7 separate regions of the Mus musculus genome follow, and all the other regions are linked to region 5. Evidence: chromatin contacts called from public HiCAR-type, HiChIP or PLAC-seq and promoter capture Hi-C data. All regions are on one chromosome and are shown on one strand. Each heading gives the region's core, a stretch centred on a gene start, on an enhancer-like site or on the middle of the called end of the contact. The rest is flanking DNA. Distances are from core to core; before and after follow the strand shown. Region 1 holds the start of Fuz (fuzzy planar cell polarity protein). Region 2 holds the start of Prmt3 (protein arginine N-methyltransferase 3). Region 3 holds the start of Fam71e1 (family with sequence similarity 71, member E1). Region 4 holds the start of Nr1h2 (nuclear receptor subfamily 1, group H, member 2). Region 5 holds the start of Tsg101 (tumor susceptibility gene 101). Region 6 holds the start of Tbc1d17 (TBC1 domain family, member 17). Region 7 holds the start of Vrk3 (vaccinia related kinase 3).

Region 1 (2,700 bases), core at 64-2,563, 2.0 Mb before region 5:
AGATGACTCAGCTGTTAAGAGCATTGACTGGTCTCCCAAAGGTCCTGAGTTCAAATCCCAGCAACCACATGATGGCTCACAACCATCTGTACAGCTACAGTGTACTCGTATATATAAAATAAATAAATAAATCTAGAAAAAAAAAAGAAAGGAAGAAAGAAAGAAAAAAGAAAGGAAGAAAGAAAGGAGACTGAGATGTTGAAAAAGGAATCGGAATTTCAAGGACACATGGCAAGTCCCAGGTCTGCATGGGCTACATGAGACCACACCTCAAAAATACACTAAACAACAACAAGCAAAAGAGAAAGAAAGGAAAGCAAAGAAAAAGAGAGTGGCTGGCATTCGCCATTCCAGGCCAAACAGCTACCCTGAGTTCCAGGCCAACCAGGCCTAAAGGCTGCAACTCACCCAGAAAGTAGAAAATAAAGACACGAAGCTGTAGCCATACTATTTTAATAGCCATACTATTTTAAACTAGAAAATAAATTTTGATTCTTACAGTGCGTGTGCCATGGCATGTGTACAGAGGCCAGCTTTGTGGAGTGAGCTCTCTATTCTACCATGAAGATTCCAGGGGTTACAAGCTTCTCAGGTCTTCATGGCAAGCCCTGGGATGTGCTGAGCCATCTCCCTGGCTCCTAGCCATCCTTTGGAAGAAAGCTTTGGAAGTGATAGTACAGTGATCATATCTGTGAAAATCTGTCTTGCTACCTCGGTGCTAACTTCTATTGTTGCATGGAACAAAGTTTTCCGTGTTTTACCTTTCGACACGATACACCATCATTGGCATTAATTCGTTACAGAAATTACGTGGTTTTCATGATTTTGGAAAAGGTTCTCTTCTGCCTTTCACTAATAACAAAAACAACCATCTCATTTGGTGGTTACTAGGCAACACTGCCTGGATCAAACCATTCTGAAAAAATGAGAGGGAGACGGTGGCACAGCGGTTCGGAGTTTTGAAACAGAAATTATTGTGAATGGTAGTTGCTAGGCAACGCCTGAGCATACGGCCATCTTTGACTGGGGCAGGGTATTTCCCACTATGGAATGAAAGGCCACGCTGCAGTTGCCAGGCAGTGCCTTAGCACTGTCCCCATCCTCAACCAGTTGTTTAAAAAAAAAAAATTAGCACGTAATTACAGCACACATGAAGGTTTGTAGGCAACACCTTAGCACCATCACCATCTTCAAACTAGATTCTTCATTCTCGTTATACAAAAGATGTGAAGCTGTCCAGGAACAACTTGAACGCTTGGCAAGCAATACTTGTCGCCATCTTTGTTAGGGTCATGATGACTTCCGGCCGGGGCGGAAAAAGAATCCTGTTGGAGGGGCTGAGTTGATGAAGGCAGGAATTTAGCCATCCGGCTTCTCGCCCTCTGGCGGCTCCAAACGGCAGGCCGACTTGCTTTCACTACCCGCATGCTCCTAGATCCACACCGAGAGTCTCCAGGGGGGTGACTTGTCGGGTGCGGGCTTCCAGATGGGGGATGAGGGGCCGGGAAGCCCGGTGCATCTGCTGTGCCTCGCAGCCTCTAGCGGGGTTCCCCTGTTTTGTCGGAGTAGCAGCGGCGGCGCCCCCTCCCGTCAACAGGTGGGGGCATTCGACTCCTTCGTCTAAATAAGGGGTTTGGGAAGCTGGGATGGCATACCGTGCAGGGAGTAGAGGCTCGGAGCCTTTAGGGGACTAATAAGCCTGGTTTCCTGAAGAACTTTGGGGGGATGTGGGGAGACGGCAAAGTGGGACAGTGAGGTCTCAATGCTTCCCCACTCTTCAGCTTCCTTTCTCTGTCATCGGCTCTCTCAATGGAGTCCACATGTTCGGCCAGAATCTGGATGTGCAACTGAACTCTGCAAGAACGGAAGACACAACCGTAGTGTGGAAGAACTTCCATGACAGGTCCCTTGGCGGGAGCAAGGGAACAAGATCTGGGCAGTGGTTCCTGGCTTAGGTGACCCCAGAGTCCTGCCAGTGGTGACTTGGCTGTGGGAATCTTTGATAAGCTACTCACCCTCTCTGATCCCTGCGTTCCCAGCAGAATGTAGCCAGCAGCATAGGAATAGCCCAGAGACGCTGAAGCGCTTGGCTCCGTTTCCCAGGCCTGACCTCTACTTCATTCTTGCTTCTCTTCTTTCCTCCCCACAGTATCACTCTCATTGTTCTGTCATCTGAGGAGGGCACCTCTGAGCTGAGGCTGGAAAGAATGCTCCACATGGTGTTTGGGGCCATGGTGAGACTGGGCCCTTTTTTCTCCAAAACTCAAGAGAGCTGCACCCCCAGCCTCTTCTCCTTAGTCCAGACCTGCATTTTTTTCTCACACCCAGACATCCAGACCTCAGCCCTCTTCCCTCATACCTAGGAGTCCAGGAGCCCGACCTCCACCTTCATACACAGGGATCCAGACCTGGCCTTCCTCTCAACACCCATTCAAATACTGTCCTCTCTGACTAGATCCTATTAAGGACCCCGCTGTCCTATGTGATTCTTCTAGGTTCTCATTGTGGGACTTGAGGAGCTGACCAATATCCGGAATGTAGAAAGACTGAAGAAAGAATTGAGGGTGAGGCTGTGGGATGTGAGTGACGTTAGGATCCCTAAGTCGTGCCCATTTGTCTGGAACTACAATTCCCACTATGCATAGGGAAAGCCCATGGGTTCTTGAAGAGCTTGTTTAATCCTGGAGCTGGCCTCAGGTT
Region 2 (2,700 bases), core at 148-2,647, 2.9 Mb after region 5:
TATGGACCCCAGAAACTGGAATCCATGTTATTGTTTTTTAAAAGGATATAAAGGTGAGGGGTAGGGCCATGGGAGTGGATGGATCTGAGAGGAATTAAGAGGAGGAGTGGGAGGCATATGATCAAGAGACACTGTGTGATATTCTCAAAAATATTTTAAAAAATTATGATGTGAGCAAAATCCTGTTGGGGGAGGGTGTTAGCACCCCCCCCCCTGTTACCTGGCTAGGTATGCCTGAGTCACTACAAAAGGGGCTGCTTGTCCCCTCTGAGTCCTCTTGCCTTCTGGCTCCTGCCCCCCTCTCTCCCCATTCCCTCCCCCCTCTCTCTCCACGTGCTCATGGCTGGCCTCTACTCCTCTAATCCGCTACTCTCTCTCTCTCTCTCTCTCTCTGCCTTTTTCTGTCTCTATTACCTTCTTAACTCCCCTCCCCATGCCCTGAATAAACTCTATTCTATACTATTACTATACCATGCCCTCAGGGGGAAGAGGTGCCTCAGCATGGGCCCGCAGAGGCACCACTCCCCCCCCCCCCCCACCTGACTACACCTCCACCAAAACATATCCCTTCTCCCTTTATCTTTTTATAAAACACAACAGAGGGGAAGAGGAACTGCCCACCAAAGAGCTTCAGTGATCAGCAGTACACTGGCTCGAGGGTGTGCATGGTGGGAAGTTGAACTGAGCTGTCTGACACTATACTATGCAGGCCTAGCTGGCCATGTCCTCAAACATGCCCCATGCAGAGTCCAGCCTCATCTGCAGCCTGGAGGCTTTACCTACCCAGAATTACTGCTTCCCACCTGCCTAAGGGAACTCCACTGTTAGATACTAGGAATATTAGAAAGGAGGCAGCCTGAGACTCGGGAACCCTGGTATCCTCCCTAACCCCACAGGCAGGGCAGAGAGCATTTGTTGGCACATATCACACAGTCCACCTGTTTCCATTGTATAGGCTCAAGTTAATGCCTAAACTTTTCACACACGTGTAAGTCTTACCATAACCATCAGGTTACTGCAGTCATGAGAGTGCTTTACCAGTCAGGAAACTGAGGCCAAGAGAAGGCAGGTTACCTGCTCATGCTTAGAATTCAAGCATTCAGAAATAGAGTTCAAACTTAGGGTGTTTGTAAAGCCCATGGTTCTCACTTTATCACTTTAACCCCTAGTAGGGGTGTGGGGCTTGAGTGCACACCCACATACATCAGCATACAGGTTAATTTAAGGGGCTTTCTTGTCTTCCCCAGAGCCTCCGAGCCTGGCCTGCATTGGCCATCTCTGCCGCCAGAGGGCGCTGCGATAAGTCGGTGCTCAACCTTGTAAGCGCCGGCGCCTCGGTTGCGCAAGCGTCCAAGCCGGAGAGCGGTGCCCCGCCCCCTACGCCCACGTGACCCGGAAGCGCTCTCCGGACGGTTCACGCTCCGCGTGTGGATCGCTTTGGGGGCTCCCGCGCACCCGCGCCGCTCGTTCCCGGCTCCGGTGCCGCGCTGTGCGGCCGCGCGCTTGGTCGGCGGCCATGTGTTCGCTAGCGGCGGGGAACGGTGGGTGCCCCCTCGCGTAGGGCGGCGGGGCGCGGGTGGGCGGGCGCGGGTCTCGGTGCTGACCGTGTGTGCTCTGCAGGCCGTGGCGCCGAGCTGGGGCCGGAGCCCCTGGAACTGTCGGACAGCGGAGACGACGCGGGCTGGGAGGACGAGGACGCGGACACTGAGCCCGCGCACGGCCGGCAGCACACACCCTGCCTGTTCTGTGACAGGTTCGTGCCGGTGTGGAAGGCGCGCCGCAGCGCCAGCGAGCACGTGGCGGGCCCGAGGCTCCGGCCCGCGCGGGACGGTTGATTGACAAGGGGCTGCTCACGTGGTCCGGGGGGGGCGGAGCCGGGGACCGCGCTCTGGGTTTGCCTCTGCAGCCCAGTCAACCCCACCCCTCACTCTAATTCCCCCCCCCCACCCCCCATACTAAGTCAGGCCTGGCATACCATCACTCTGGAGGCTGAGGCAGGAGAATGGTCAGGAATCCCAGGCCAGCCTTGAGTCACCAAGCTAGACCCTCTCGAAAACACACCCAGAAAAAATCTGAACTTCACACCTTAGTCCTAAATTAGGGATTCCATGAAGGCTGGGTGTTTTTCATTCTGTTCCTTGGATACCAGACTTTGAAAGCGCATAGACTGGAAGCGCGCTTCCATTTCTACCATCCTATAATAGGACGTTCTCTTCTCATGTAACATTCAACTGAGCCATTTAGACAGAACTAGCTCACTTCCATGATTGAGGGAGGAACTGATGCTCTTTGTACTTAGGGGAAAATGAGGCTGCAGAGCCACCAACTTGTTCAAGGTCACGAAGCTGCTGTTTATATTCCTAGGACACACCTTCTTTTCACTTAAAATCCTGCATCTTAGATGGAAGTGACTTGGCTGAAAAAGGGGTGATTGATGTTGACTAGCGCTGCTGGGTCCCGCCCCCTGTGTCGGTTCCTGGTGCTGACTGGTGGCATATTAGTGGTCCTAGGTGGCGCCTCATTGGAGAGGAGAATGACTGCACACTCGTATTTATTGTATTTATTGAGCATCTGTGGTGCAGTGCCCTGTGATAGGCTGCGAGGATGATCCAGATGACCTGTCTTGGCAGACATTGAGAGTTGCCTGTGTGCTAGGCATACAGAAGTGAAGTGCGGAGTCTCTGCTGTATATTCGTTCGT
Region 3 (2,700 bases), core at 135-2,634, 2.4 Mb before region 5:
CCCCCACCCCAGGTCATTCAGGTTTTCATTCACGAGTTCACTTCCTTTGCACATGCTAATACTCTGACCATTCACATTGGCAAGAAGCCCACTTCTCTCTGGCACATCCTAGATCCACACTTTCTTTCCCACGGTTCTGAAGCAGAGTCCCACTAAATCACTCCCTGATCCAGACCGGAGATGATCCTCCTGCCTACGTCTGCTGAGCGCTTGGGGTTACACATGAGCACCACCACCATCAGCTTAATTTCTTTGTAATTTTTCTTTTTTTAATTTTGTGTATGGATATCTGCTGCATGTACCTATGTGCCCTGTGTGCATGCCTGGTACCTGGTGTGCCAGAAGAGAATGTGCAATCCCCAAAAACTGAAGTTAGCAGACAGTCGTGAGCCTCTAGGTAGGTGCCAGAAAGCAAACCCAGGTACTCCAGAAAAGCAGTCAGTTCTCTTGGCCCTCATTTCTCCAGCACCCTATTTTTGGGGTTTTTTTGAAACAGGACCTTAGGTAGCCCAAGGTGACCTTGCACCCCACACCCAGGCCTAAGCCTTAGATGTCTTAATTTCAAGCTTCTCCTAGCCAGGCATCCTACAGCACTCTGGCTCCTGAAGGACCTGACTTCTTCGTGCATATTCAGAAACATGATTCCAACCCTAGCACTAGAGCACTGCTTCCTTGCCATATCTTTATTAATTACTTATTGAGTCAGGGTCTCACTGTGTAGCCCTGGTTGGCCTAGAACTCCCTTTGTCCTAGGCTGGCCTCGAACTCAGAAATTCACCTGTCTCTGCCTCCCGAATAGGGGTATTGAAAGCGTGCACCATCACACCCCCATTTTTGTATTTTTGAGACAATCTCAAGCAATCCAAGCTAGCCTCAAACTCCTTGATCCTCCAGCCTCAGCCTCCCAAGCACGGAGATGAGAGGCTAGCTACCACTACTCCACGCAGCTCAGGTTCCGAGCAAACCACATCCTCTCATGAATATTCATGATGGGGTCCATCTAGCGCCCACAGGAGGCCGCCCCGCCCCGGCCACTAGCACTCACCCCACGCGCGGAGGCCCCGACCCGGCAGCCGCTGCCTCGGGCTCTGCTAGGAGCCGCGGCTACCATCAGCAAGAGCACTAGCAGCCGGGTCACCCCGGCACCCGCGGCCACCATACGGGAGCGTTGAGAAAAACCGAGAGCCATACAGCCCGCTAGGAAACACAGGGTTCATCCTGAGGCTCACGCGCCTGCGCCGCACGCCGCGCCTGCGCACTAGCGCCCGTCCGCCTGCTCCCGCAGTCAGGGCGGCCATTTCTCCATCCGGGTCTCTAGGGCTCACGTTCCCGGTGACACCACCTGGGAGAGAAGTGACGTCGTTGACGTCACGGAACGCCGGGCACCCTATTGTAAAGTCACAAGCTCTAGGCCCCACCCTTTATCTGTCTGTCCCAGGCTTCACTCGGCGTTCCTCCCCAGGGCCGGGGCGTGGCGATGAAGGGCGGTCGAGATCTTAAGGCCGCTCGGGGCGGAGCAGGTGAGACCAGTTCTGAGGGGATGGAAGGTGACAAAAGGACTTCTGCCTGGAGGGGTTGGCCCTAGAGAGGGAGCCGGGGAAGGTATGGGACCAGCAATGCGGAGGCCGCTGCCCCGCATGCGCCCTCGGTCAGAGTTCATGTACCTGGCATCCTGGGATGGATGCTCGCGCTTCGCCCCTGCAGACCGCCCCCTGGCTCCAGCCTACGCCCCGTGCCGCCCTGGGCGCCTCCAACGCCACCTCCTGAGCGGCGAGTTCGACCAGCTGCGCGACTTTCCCATCTTTGAAAGCAACTTCGTGCAGGTGTGGAGCCCCGGACCTCCGACCCGTTGATGTACGGATCTCCCCCATCATTTGTCGTTCTTTCCAAGTGATCCACATCACCTCTGAGCCCGCTGGGCTTTTTGTGTCTTCAGAAGCCTTTGTCTCAGTTTCCTTGACTGTACACATATGGTTCTTGTCCTTTAATCCTAAAATCTTTGGCCCACAAGCCTTTTTTTTTTTTTTTTTTTCCTTTTTAGAGGTAATATGGCTGGTACTCTGGGCTTCACTCGTTATTCAGCAGGAGCTCTACCCCTTAGTCACACCCTAGCCCTGCACCGGGGGATTCTAGGCATGTGTGCTTATATTCTGAGCCACATTCCCAATCCCTAACCTACTGTTCATCTCCCCTAGTTCATGACCTTTCACTCTGTCAAGATCCCCAAGACCCAATCAGATTCCTGTTGAGTTCTGTTCTCCATCTATCGATCCTCTTAACCTTTGGCCCCAGGTGACCCGGTTTGGAGAAGTCGCCAACAAGGTCACCATGGGGGTGGCAGCCTCTAGTCCTGCCCTGGAGCTGCCAGACCTGCTGCTGCTGGCCGGCCCTGACAAGGAGAATGGACACCTGCAGCTCCTCGGGTGACTGCCCCTCTAAGTCCCAACTTCCTCCAACCTCCCTGCCGCCATTTTGCCACCCAGGGACCAAGATCACCACCAAACCTCTTCACTAAGAAAAATGGCAGGGCACTTCACAGAGGTCAGAAGTCAGGCGAGATGAGGGAGGACAGCCCTCAGTGGCATCACAGGGTCAGGATGGTGGCTGTTTACACAGTGCTTTCTGCTTTCCAGGTACTCTGTCCCAGAGAGATAAAGTAAAGCTCAAAGACTGGGCCCACGGCCCAGGGTCCCACAGTCC
Region 4 (2,700 bases), core at 1-2,500, 2.4 Mb before region 5:
GAGAACTTGTGGGGGAAGACATAGTGGGTCACGAAGCAGCCTGCTGAACATAGGGGAGCCAGCCAATTACAGGGCATAATAGGGGTGTCTCTTCTTCCAGTGCTCACGGACTCTTGAGACATGATCTCATACAGCTCAGGCTACCCGAACTATGTGGCTGAACAGCTTGAACCACCTCCAAAATCTTGGAACACACTACTCTAGGCTGTCCTGGGATCTTCCGCACTCCTGCCTCGGCCTCTCAAGTGCTGCCATTACAAGACTGTGCCACACCTCAGTGTTTTTAACTTCTATATTGAGCCCCCACTCCCAGCCCTAGTTCCTAATAAACATCACACACTTTAACATGCCCAACCCGGCCCACTGCTCCTTCCACCTCTCTACGAATCATGACCTCAGAGAGCCCAACAACTCTATTCCTCTTCTGTGAGCACCAACTGTGCTCTTATCATGGGAGATCCTAACTTTGCCCCGCCTCTCCCATCAGGGCGCAACCATTACCCTTCTACCATAGGCTCCTTCAAGGCTTTAACGCACCCCAATACAGACCCCAGACCCTACCCATCCCATCAAGTCCCTGGCCCCACCCCTTCCCACTCTGGAGCAGAAACCCAAATTCCGCCCCGTTCCTCCTAGGCTCCGCCCCTCTCATTCCCCCAAAGCCAATTATAGGTCTTCACTGTGCCACGCCCTCCATGCCTCTGCCCCTCCCAATCCCCCCCAACAGTGGTCTAGGCCCCGCCCCAAGAATCAAAAGCCTTTAATCACAGACTATCTACAGCAGGCCTTCTGCCCATCTGTGTCCCGCCCCCGCCCACCAACCATAGGCTTTCCCTACGCCCCGCCCCGTAGAGTCACGCCCACCTTGTTCCAGGCCCCGCCCCTCTCCGTGCACCAGGGGGAGGCGGGGCTCATGACTGCACCGGCGATCGGGAGGGGGGTCGCAGGGGGTCTCCGACTCTGTTGCCCTGGAAACGGCCGTGGGAGGCGAGAGCTGCGAGGAAAGTGAGGGAAGGATGCGCGCGCTAAGCGGGACCCACGGCGATCCGCGTACCGGGCTCAGTCCCACCTGCCCGGCCGCCCGGCGCACTTGCCTCTGTGTCCGCACCGGTGATTGTGCCTCCACAGCACTTTGGAAGTAACTTCAGAAGCCTGGGAGTAGCTCGAAGCAACAGCGCTTGCTGAGCGAAAAGCAAAAGTAACTTCGCCACTTCTTCCGGCAACCCCGCTGCGCGTCACTTCCGGAAGTAGGCGGACCGGGAAAGGTGACAGACTTCCGGTCTGCCAGGGCGCCACCGACTGTGAGGCCTCGGCCGGAAGTGGCACACCGGAAGTTTATTTCTTCTGGTAGTTCCCCTCTGGGACTCAGAAAAAAGTTCCGGAAAGTTCTTTCGTTTCTTTTCGCAGGTGGCTAACGAAGCAGGTTTTAACCTTTTTGAGTAGTTTAAAGTTCTCTACTTTTGTAGCGGTGCTGCATGGCTGCTTTTTAAAAAAATTTTTGTCTTGATTTTGAGACAGGATCTCTTATTTCAAGGGTGGCCTTAAACTTCTGAGCCTGTTGCCTTTACCTCCCCATTATTGCGGTAGCAGCTCCTCTTCCAGCCCTGTATGTTGGTTCTAAATATTTTAAATTTGGAGATGGCAAGATGGTTACAGGATGGTTTTAAGCCTAAAAAGCTTAAAGGCTTTTCATACCTTAAACTTCTCCAGCTCAGGGCTTGGGCTGCCCTTCCCTTTATAATCCAGCCGATTTGGTTACTGGGTCCTTTACTCTCCTGGCTCGCCTCTCTCTCCTTCTCCTTCTCCTCCTCCTCACATGTCCTGATTCTGGATCTTGTTCACTTTGGACTCTCTTGATGTCCCCGCCTCGGGAACTTTTTTTTTTTTTTTTAAGATTTATTTATTTATGTATATGTGAGTACACTGTAGCTGTCTTTAGACACACCAGAAGAGGGCATCAGATCTCATTACGGATGGTTGTGAGCCACAATGTGGTTGCTGGGATTTGAACTCAGGACCTTCAGAAAAGCAATTGGTGCTCTTAACTGCTGAGCCATCTCTCCAGCCCAGGAACTTTTTTATACAAGAATTTATTTTTGCATTCAGCTTCATAATAGGAAGAAGTAAATATAAAAAAGGCAAATTGGGTGCAGACCCATGCCTGCAATAAGCAAACAGACCCAGGCAAGGCAAGAGGATTGCTTTTAGTTGGAAGCCAAATTGAGCTAGGAAGTGAGACCTGGCCATCAGCTAAATGTGAATAAACAAGTAGCCTCAACCCCTCTCCCATAAAAGTAATAATACCAGCTTTTTCACAAAAGATTGAAATACTTGTGTGAATCTCAGATGGAAAACATTCAGAGATTGTTTCTCCGCACTCCCCACTTATGGACAGTTGGGAATCTTTATTAAGCACAAATTCTTGCTTTTACTTAACTTTTGTTGCTGTTGTTCTTGGTTTTGTTTTGTTTTGTTTTTTGTTGTTGTTGTTTTGGTTTTGTTTTGTTTAGGTTTGGTTTTTTCGAGACAGCGTTTCTCTGTATAGTCCTGGCTGTCCTGGAACTCACTTTGTAGACCAGGCTGGCCTCGGACTCAGAAATCCGCCTGCCTCTGCCTCCCAAGTGCTGGGATTAAAGGCGTGCGCCACCACCGCCCGGCCACTGTTGTTCTTGTTGATTTGTTTGTTTTGCAAGGCAGGGT
Region 5 (2,700 bases), core at 139-2,638:
AAAAAAGTCTGCTTAGGATGGGAGATAAGATGATGTTCAAAGGAGAAAAATGATCTGAAGCGAGGTTAAAACACCAAAACTGTCTGTCTCTCTCTCTGGGTGAGCCAGAATGTCTTGATAAGGACAGAGATCCCCAATCAGATGAAGTTAATGGGCTACATCTTCTAAAAGCTTAATTGAGGCTTTGAAAAACAAATGATTTGAAGGTAAAACAGTACTATATCGACCTTTACCGGGACCTCGTACATTCCCCCAGACCCCTGTGTCATTACAGATAACTACAGGGAAAAAAAAAAAAAAAAAAAGGAAGCCTAAAAGATTAAATGGTTAGACAACCAAGAGACAAGAGGTTTGGTCTTCAAGGACTCAGGGAAATGACTTTACTAAAAAAGATCTAGTTTTACAAAGAATAAAAAAAGAAGAAAAAAAGAAAAGAAAAATTTTATGTTTTGAAATGCGGTCTCACTGTGTATCCCTGGCTGGTCTGGAACTCACAATCTGTCCTGATCTGTCGTCAACTGCCTACAGAGCGCTGGAATTAAAGGCCTGTGCCACCACGCCCAGCGTATTCGTGTTTCCTTGTAAACTAGAAACTTCTTAACCCCACGATCTCTATTATTGCTCTGATAAGAGCATCAAAGTCAACTTCAATGACTAAAGGAGTTAGGGCTCAACTACGTTACATAAATTTCATTCCAATTAAATTTGGTAAATTACAAAAAGCAAGGCATTCTGGAGTCCGATGCGCAGTATTAAGTACTAAGTAGCTAATGTGCAAAATATCCAAAAGGCCTTTTAAAAAGTGAGAGGAAAAAAAAAAAACCCACAACCAGTCAAGCAGTAAGAATTTTTAAGTTCAACTCAAAGTAAACAAGCAAACAACTGCGTTAATCACAGTTAATGCAAACAATGGAATGCAACTGCAGAGTTCTCTGGAGCGGGGAAGGGCTGCCAAGCTCGATTTTCTGGCTGCTCTACTTCAGCGAACCAATTGCACCAAGAGTTCCCGAGCTCCGGTGGGATGTGCCGGGTTGGGCCGGGGAGAGGCGCGCGGGGACTGGTTCTGAGCAGGGCCGGGCTCCGGCCGGCGGGGACCGTCAGCAGCGCCGGGCAGACAGCAGCGGCCGCGCCAGGCACGACCCCGCTTTTGTTTATGGAGGCGAAGGCGGGAAGGGCCGCTCCGCAGAGGGAAGGCGGCCTAGCCCAGCCCGCGGGGCCGCCCCGTAGGGCGCGGGCTCACCTTGGACATCATCTTCTTCAGCTGACTCTCGGACACCGCCATGGCGCGCTCCTCCGTCCCCACAGGCAGAGGGTAGGCGCCACGGGGCCGCCCCAGGCCGCCAGACAATCGCCGCCGCCGCCGCCCCGCCCCTGCGAAGCAGGAAGCCGGCACGTTGTGCTTCCGCTTCCCGCGCGTCACTTCCGGGGCCGCTGGTCTGCGGTGCGAAGTCGGGCGAGAGATCAGGTCCGGTCCACGGGTGCCCGTGGTGCGGTTGTTTGCAAGCCTTTCGCGGTCCCGAAGTCCCGGCCCTCTCGCGAGCCTTGCCACCCGCTGCGGCTCGGAAGGTCCTGGGCTCGCGTCGCTCACAGAACTAGCTCGTGGACACTCTAGACACTTTTAGGTGACTGCGCCCGAGGCACCTCTGATTATCACATCCGTTTTTGTTACTGCAGTTTAAACGCTCGAAAGCCCTTCATGTCAAGTTCGCAAGGGCAAAGGAGATTTTTTTTCCCCCGTTAGGAAGCTATGCGGTAATTTTCTCCTCTGGATACTTTCCCCTAACAATTCCAGTGTGCCCACATAAAGATTAGACAGGCCGCAGTCTGCCTTGCTTGAGGGCAGGCTTCTTTTCAGATTATAAAGAATTTACCCCTTCAAACTTCTGAGTTTGAAGCCTCTCCAGTGTTAATCCCAAAAAGGCAAGGAGCAAGATCATGGACCCAAATCATCATAGCCAAATTAATTAAAGCAAGCAATTAATTAAAACCTTTTAATTTGTGTACAGGAAGTCAGCTTTGGACATAGGCTAGAAAATTGGTCTTATAGCTCAGGGGTAGGGAGTTTCCAAATGGGTGATTTGGCAGGTACATAGGCGGGTTACAGGAACAGAACAAAATGGCCATAACACATCTTGTGAAACAAAGACGTGGTTGCAAGGGGGTCTTAACAAGGTACTCATGACAAAGTGACCATGACAGGTGGTTATAAGGACAGGTGGTCATAATAACCTTTTGAAACAAAGGCATTGGGTGCCGTATAGAAACATTTGAAGATAAGGTTACAGGTGGGGCATAGCCCAAACCCTTGAGAAACAGATTTAATCATAAACAGGAACGATGCTGATGGCTTTCAAGCCTAAAAATGGAGACAGGCTGGCCTCATCACCAGCCCAATTTTCAGATCTTAATTGCCTTGTAGAATACAAGAGGTGATACTCAATCTCAATTGAGTTTCTATTTCCAATAAATGCTTGTTAGAGGGGCTGAAGGGATAGCTCAGCAGTAAAGAGTACTTGTTGCCCTTGCAGAGGGTTAGGGTTAGGTTCTCAGTTACAGGGACTCCTGATAGCCTCCATGGGCACCAGGAATGCAGATGGTACACACACATCCAGTGCAGGCAAAACACTCATGCTGGTAAAATAATCTTTAAAATAAAAAGCGACATATTAACCATCAATTCTTATTACTTTTTATTTTTTA
Region 6 (2,700 bases), core at 162-2,661, 2.1 Mb before region 5:
TAGAACACACACAAATAAGCAAATAAGTCATCTATGGCCAGAAAGATAGTGTAGTAGTTAGCAAGGCTTACTGTACAGTCCCAGAGACCAGAGTTCAGATCCCAGTCCCCACATACCATCCAAAGCTCCAGCATGTGTCTGCAGTGCTGTCTTCTGCATGCACTCACAGGTAGTGCACACACATGCTCACACATTCACACCCCCTCCACACCCCACACAATCTAAATCTTTGCGCTTAGTGAGAGGGTTCTGGACTTGCTGCCAAAACCGGCAACCTGGGTTCAACCCTGGAGCCCACTCGGTGGAAGGAGAGAACCTGCTACCACAGGTTATCCTCTGACCTCCACACACCCACACCGTGGCATGTGAATGCACACACACAATAAATAAATGTAATAAATAAACGTAAAGCAAACAGAGAGGAAAGAAAGCTGCCTCAGACCAAAACTAGGCCACACCCCTTGAGAAGTCTGAACCCAGCAGGGTCCCCTAAGGAGCCAAAAGGATATGGCATTAGGTCATTTCAGAAAGCAAACAGGCTCACAGGTTCCCGAGTACTCCCTGCCTTCCACTAGAGTGGGGAAGAGGAGCGAGTCGCCTACCTTCTTGAAGAGAATCTGGGTTGGGTCTCCAGCCTCCTCCACCGGAGCCCAGTGCAGAAAGACGTCGCTGTCCTGAGGGACATGGGGAGGACTTAGTAGAGTCACCCGAATGCCCCTCATCCCTCAATTCGAAGTTCCCACACATGTCACCTCCATCCCGGCCCACCTTTTCCACCACTCGTATGACGCCGGCGATGAGCGAGTCTGGATCCTGGTGTTTCCGGGCGCTGGTGTGCAGGTACACGCCTCCCTTTTCAAACACCACCTAGTGAAAGCCAAGGGTCTAAGGGAGGCGTTTTCCCCAGGGGCGGGGTCTAGAGCCCCTGACTGACAAGCGGAGATGGGGCGTGGCGAGTCTACAGTCCCGCCTCGCACCCCAGATGGGCGTGCGTTTTCCAGGGGGCGGGGCTAAGGGAGGCTCTCCCTAAGGACTGCGGAGAGTGACAACAGCATCGTAACTAGAAGCTGGTGCTTGCTAAGTTGACTCGGCCTAATCCCTGCACAGCAGAAGGTGGAAGCGGACCATCAGTGGGGGGCGTCTCCTGTAGATGAGCGAGGGAATGATTTCCAAAGTCTTACCCTGTAGCTGGATCCTTCCATTGCCGCCGCGGAGGTTCCACTGCCCCTATCTCCTCCTTTTCCGGGTCAACTTGGTGTCATATCCGGAAAAATAACGCTCCCTTCCAGGCTAGATAGTGGTAGCGTCCCCGAGGTTGTTAAGGCTGCAGTGGGTGAGACCATCTGTTTGAACAGGGTAGTAGAAACTCGAAGACATAGGTCACGAGGTGTAGAACGCAAAGTTGGCAAGGGTCAGCGGGACGGCGCAGGCGCACTGCGCCACTCTCGCCACGAAGTAAACAAGTAGGAGGACCCATGCTCGCAGCCCAACTCGTGATCGCTCGGGAACGCCTCCTTGGCCCTCTCCATATTTTATACTGGCATCGAAGCCAATACTGTGCCGTTTTTCTCGAGGACAAACCAGAGCGGCTTGGTGGAAGCCATGTTAATGCGGGGCACTACCATCTCTTTGCGGGGCACGACGGCGGGGTGCTGGAAAAGCGAAACGGAGAGAGGAAAAGGTGAGAGAAGCGGTATGGCACCAGAGGCGCTGAGGGGCTCGGGATAAAGGGTGAAGCCGTCAGTGCTCCTGGAAACGAAGCTGCCCCAAATTTCTGAGTCACCGTGGAAAGAGGACTGCACCACCATCTTGAAACTGGGCAAACCGAAGCAAGAAACGCTGCCATATTGAATCTTTGCCAGCTTTGTGTTAAAGGGAACGAGCGAGGGCCTAGAGGAGGGGGTCTAGTGTGGACGGAAGGAAGTGTCCATATGCTTTATAGGCATATGAAGCCATACTAACTGCCACGTCGGGACGGGAGCAGACGTTGAATACGAACGAGGGACGTCATGCCGCTTGCGTGTGAGCATGGGCATGCAGTCATGCCGCTTGCCTACGCTTGTGTGAGCATGGGCATGCGGTCATAGTTGTTGCGGGCAATTCGAAACAGTAGCAAAAGTCTTTTGCCGTATTTTCCATCCGTGGGCACCCTTGCTGTCGCTCTTGCCCACGGCTTGCCGACGGAGCTTCTAGTTGCTATTTTGATTTGAGGCATGCAGGATAAGGGAGGGGGAGTGTACACAATGGAGGAGGGGCAGCCACACGGAAATGACGCAAGAAGCCGCCATGCCTTTTGAGGGCGGCGACGGCGCCTGGCCGGCCATGCTGGCTACGGGCACGTGAGTGGAGGCGGCGTTGTGAGCTGGGGTTTGGGGAGGGTCTGGCCTTCCTGAGGTTGAGGGGCAGTGGGAGGGCGAGCCCCCGTGGGAAGGGTATGGACTGCATAGGTCAGGGGGGCAGTGATCGTCCTGCGACTCCTGGCCGACTGCTGAAAGAGCTCACGCTCAACCCCATGTGTCTGACTCGCGACGAAGTGTAGACGAGCTTCACTGCGGGGGTGCCGACGGGCTGGAACCCTCACGCTGGCGGTGAACCATGTCCATACGGCTGTGTGTGCTGGGGGTCGCGGGTGGGTGAGGGGGCGCCCCGGGCGGGACTTCCGGTCCCGATCCCCACCGGGGGCGGGATTTCCTGTTGTGT
Region 7 (2,700 bases), core at 41-2,540, 2.2 Mb before region 5:
GCCCTATTCCCCTCTCTCTACACGTGTTCATGGCCGGCCTCTACTCCCTCTCCCTACCTTTCTCTGTCTCTACTACCTCTCAACTCCCCTCCCCATGCCCTAAATAAACTCTATTCTACACTATACCCACTGTGGTTGGTACCTCAAGGGGAAGGGATGCCTCAGCATGGGCCCGCAGAGGCACCCCCTTCCCCAGCACCATACCTCGCCCTACCAAACATATCCCTGGCTTCCCTGGCTTTTTAAATAGAACATAACAGTATATATTTGAGATGCTCAAATAATAGATACAAATAATCTTTCCTTTTAAATTTGTTTATGACTGCTTCAAAGTGCTATGTGTGTACACCTAAGTGCCTTTAGAAGCCCAAGAGGGGGTTTGATACCCCGAAACTGAAGCAATAGATGTCTCTGGGCCATTATTGTAGGTATTGGTCGCGAGAGGAAACCCCCGCTTAAGAGCCGGGCCTACGCCCGGCTGTGAGCACTCAAGGGTTCAGCATTCTGTCAGGGCCTCCCACCCCGGCCACAGAGGACTAAGGCCATGGGCGCCTGGGCTTAGTCTCCGTACCTCGGCATGGCTCCGTGTCTCCGTACCTCAGCATGGCTGGCAACCCAAAGAACATATGCTTTCCAGGATCCCAAGAAAACCCAACTCCTCATGAGGAGGGCTCCCTCAGAGTACAGGGGGAAATTCCTCCGAGGAAGTTCCGGTTCCAGAAACTTCTCCTCAAATTTATCCCACCCAGGTAACTCCGCGCCAAATTCCAGGACCCACCACCTGTGGTCTCCACCCACTGAGCCCTCTAGGAAGTAGAGAGGAAACAGATTCATGGCTAAGTGACACCAAGGTTGGATGGCCCACTACCCTGTTATAGGACTACTTTCACCTTCTACACCCCGAAAATTCCATTTGGAGGTGACAGCGGGTTGCCATAGATACAGTTTGAAGGCAAAACTGAGATTACAGAGAGAGCACAGAAGCAAGGAGAGTTTAAAAATGACAACAGGACCTTTGATTGGTGGCTGTCACGTATTTCATCAAGATTGACGTCAGACATGCGCAGTAGAAGGAAAAGCCCGCCCCAGAGAAGGCCGAATAACGGTGAGCAATTAGGGGGATGGACTAATCAGGCGTGTCGCTCAGGCTTCTGGGAAATGGAGTTTCCAGCAGGGCACAGCTTGTCCGGATGCCCTGTATTAGAGGAAATAGGCCGCGTCTGCTCGCTGCTGTCGCACGGCCGGTGGGGGATGCGCGCGCAGCCCCTCCTTCACCCTCCCTCCCCGGAAGTTTCTGCGGGGCAACTGTAAAGGTGAGTCCAAGTTTCTGCTCCGGATCGGAGTGAGAGTCCGGGCCGTGAGAAACCCCGGCGCCCACGGCTTTTTCACAAGTACAGTGATGAGGAGCCGCTCGCCCGGCAGCCTGTGACGTCACTGCCTGAGGAAGGCGGAGGCCGACCAAGGCTGGGGTTCGGGGGCGGGAGTGGGGGGAGCACCCACTTCCTCTGTTTTGCTGGGAAGGTGTTGGGCGGAGCCTGTGAGGAATGTCAGACACTCCGCCTCCGCCTCCACGGGTACCTCGTCACTGGTTTCTTTGGGATTGTGGGGCCCGGTCCAGTCTCTGCTACTTAGGGAAGTGTTAGTCCCACACCTGTGGAATTTAGCCTTTGGTACTCTGCTGTGCTGCGTTCCTGCAACAGGAGCATAGATGGTAGCAAGCTGATGGTCATACGTAGGATAAATGAACTAAACAAATGGGTGCATAATAAAAGCCGACTTGAGTATCAGTAGTCGGAACTGAATGTGCAGCCTTAGACAGGAGACCTCAACACTCAAGATCCGAGCACTTACTGTATGCAAGGATCTGTGCAACAGACACTTATTGTATTATATACCCGAACTGCCACCTCCCCTAGGAGTAGCTCTAAACTCAGCAATGTTCTAGCACTTGGGAGGCTGAGTCAGGAGGATTTTTGAGAATAGTGAATTCCAGGACAGCCCAGGATGGACTACATAGTAATGGGCACCTCAGTTTAATTAAAGCTGGATGTACGCTTGGGTAAGTTTCAAATGCTGGGGGATCAAAAGTTCAAGGTCGGCCTAAGCTACATGAAACACTGTCTTTAAAAAAAGAATCCAGCCCTGCCTAAGGACTGGAGAGTTGGTTCAATATTTGAGTGCTTACTGTCTTCCGGAGGACTCAAGTTGGTTCCCAGTTCATGACTGCCTGTAACCCTAGTTCTAGGGAATTAGGGATTGGCCTTCACACGGGTTCATATGCACATAACTGTAGTGAAAATTCTGGAATTTTCATTTCTTTAAAAAAAACACAGAAATATAAGAATATGTTTTTGTTTCAATCCCAGGAGTGGGGCTATGGGGCTGCTTCTCCGCAGCTGACTAAGCTTTGCCTCCTGCTCCAGCAGCTCATGATTTTGCCAGCTGCACATAGTTTCTACAACTGTGTGACGTTTGGAATTCTGGGAACTTCTCAGAGAGTCTGTAAATACTAGGGCCTCAACTGGGTACCGTGAGAGTTGTTTGGTGGGGGTGGGGGATGGGGGGGGTATTGCAGTTTGTTAGTAGTTGTGCTCAAAGAAGAAATTAGATTCAGAGTTCTTGATCTCTCTCCCTCTGTCCTTCTTTCTCTCCTACCTAGGGATAGGGGGTGAAATGGGAAGGGGAGAATAAAGGCAGGAA

Evidence for each region. Promoter capture Hi-C pulls out the DNA fragments that hold promoters and counts their contacts. HiCAR-type assays count read pairs that join an accessible place to other places. HiChIP or PLAC-seq counts read pairs in DNA pulled down with a chosen protein or histone mark. Capture Hi-C pulls out chosen DNA fragments and counts their contacts.
Region 1: a contact with region 5 is called in a promoter capture Hi-C map of second pharyngeal arch cranial neural crest. The contact joins the promoter of Fuz here to the promoter of Tsg101 in region 5. A contact is called at or near these places in 1 of 39 promoter capture datasets (second pharyngeal arch cranial neural crest) and 1 of 115 datasets of contacts at active chromatin or transcription factors (astrocytes).
Region 2: an H3K27ac HiChIP or PLAC-seq map of embryonic stem cells shows a contact between it and region 5, with 15 times the contacts expected there. The contact joins the promoter of Prmt3 here to the promoter of Tsg101 in region 5. A contact is called at or near these places in 1 of 39 promoter capture datasets (pre-B cells), 1 of 484 Hi-C or Micro-C datasets (B cells) and 1 of 115 datasets of contacts at active chromatin or transcription factors (embryonic stem cells).
Region 3: a promoter capture Hi-C map of pre-B cells shows a contact between it and region 5, with 2.6 times the contacts expected there. The contact joins the promoter of Fam71e1 here to the promoter of Tsg101 in region 5. A contact is called at or near these places in 2 of 39 promoter capture datasets (cranial neural crest and pre-B cells).
Region 4: a promoter capture Hi-C map of adipose tissue shows a contact between it and region 5, with 2.2 times the contacts expected there. The contact joins the promoter of Nr1h2 here to the promoter of Tsg101 in region 5. A contact is called at or near these places in 3 of 39 promoter capture datasets (cranial neural crest, hippocampal neurons and maxillary cranial neural crest) and 1 of 9 other capture datasets (adipose tissue).
Region 6: a HiCAR-type map of astrocytes shows a contact between it and region 5, with 2.8 times the contacts expected there. The contact joins the promoter of Tbc1d17 here to the promoter of Tsg101 in region 5. A contact is called at or near these places in 1 of 39 promoter capture datasets (frontonasal cranial neural crest) and 1 of 115 datasets of contacts at active chromatin or transcription factors (astrocytes).
Region 7: a contact with region 5 is called in a promoter capture Hi-C map of liver, with 2.6 times the contacts expected there. The contact joins the promoter of Vrk3 here to the promoter of Tsg101 in region 5. A contact is called at or near these places in 2 of 39 promoter capture datasets (liver and maxillary cranial neural crest).

What each region holds. Positions count from the first base shown.
Region 1 is chr7:44,894,766-44,897,465 of GRCm38.p6, forward strand. It overlaps Fuz (fuzzy planar cell polarity protein), which reads left to right and starts at 1,314. Exons shown (of 11, transcript NM_027376.3): 1 at 1,314-1,597; 2 at 1,782-1,903; 3 at 2,150-2,234; 4 at 2,496-2,564. The coding sequence starts at 1,487.
Region 2 is chr7:49,776,961-49,779,660 of GRCm38.p6, forward strand. It overlaps Prmt3 (protein arginine N-methyltransferase 3), which reads left to right and starts at 1,398. Exons shown (of 16, transcript NM_133740.2): 1 at 1,398-1,541; 2 at 1,621-1,753. The coding sequence starts at 1,517.
Region 3 is chr7:44,495,211-44,497,910 of GRCm38.p6, forward strand. Fam71e1 (family with sequence similarity 71, member E1) reads left to right here and starts at 1,385. Exons shown (of 5, transcript NM_028169.2): 1 at 1,385-1,520; 2 at 1,705-1,823; 3 at 2,293-2,423. The coding sequence starts at 1,478. Emc10 (ER membrane protein complex subunit 10) reads right to left here and starts at 1,208. Exons shown (of 7, transcript NM_197991.3): 1 at 1,046-1,208. The coding sequence starts at 1,159.
Region 4 is chr7:44,552,715-44,555,414 of GRCm38.p6, forward strand. Nr1h2 (nuclear receptor subfamily 1, group H, member 2) reads right to left here and starts at 1,251. Exons shown (of 10, transcript NM_001285517.1): 1 at 1,095-1,251; 2 at 865-994; 3 at 1-40. The coding sequence starts at 22.
Region 5 is chr7:46,918,581-46,921,280 of GRCm38.p6, forward strand. Tsg101 (tumor susceptibility gene 101) reads right to left here and starts at 1,389. Exons shown (of 10, transcript NM_021884.4): 1 at 1,241-1,389. The coding sequence starts at 1,282.
Region 6 is chr7:44,847,668-44,850,367 of GRCm38.p6, forward strand. Tbc1d17 (TBC1 domain family, member 17) reads right to left here and starts at 1,412. Exons shown (of 17, transcript NM_001042655.1): 1 at 1,182-1,412; 2 at 769-867; 3 at 603-674. The coding sequence starts at 1,202. It overlaps Akt1s1 (AKT1 substrate 1 (proline-rich)), which reads left to right and starts at 1,557. Exons shown (of 5, transcript NM_026270.4): 1 at 1,557-1,681. It overlaps Mir707 (microRNA 707), which reads left to right and starts at 2,032; the gene lies at 2,032-2,104.
Region 7 is chr7:44,747,339-44,750,038 of GRCm38.p6, forward strand. Vrk3 (vaccinia related kinase 3) reads left to right here and starts at 1,291. Exons shown (of 15, transcript NM_133945.1): 1 at 1,291-1,313. It overlaps Zfp473 (zinc finger protein 473), which reads right to left and starts at 1,011. Exons shown (of 5, transcript NM_001289836.1): 1 at 572-1,011.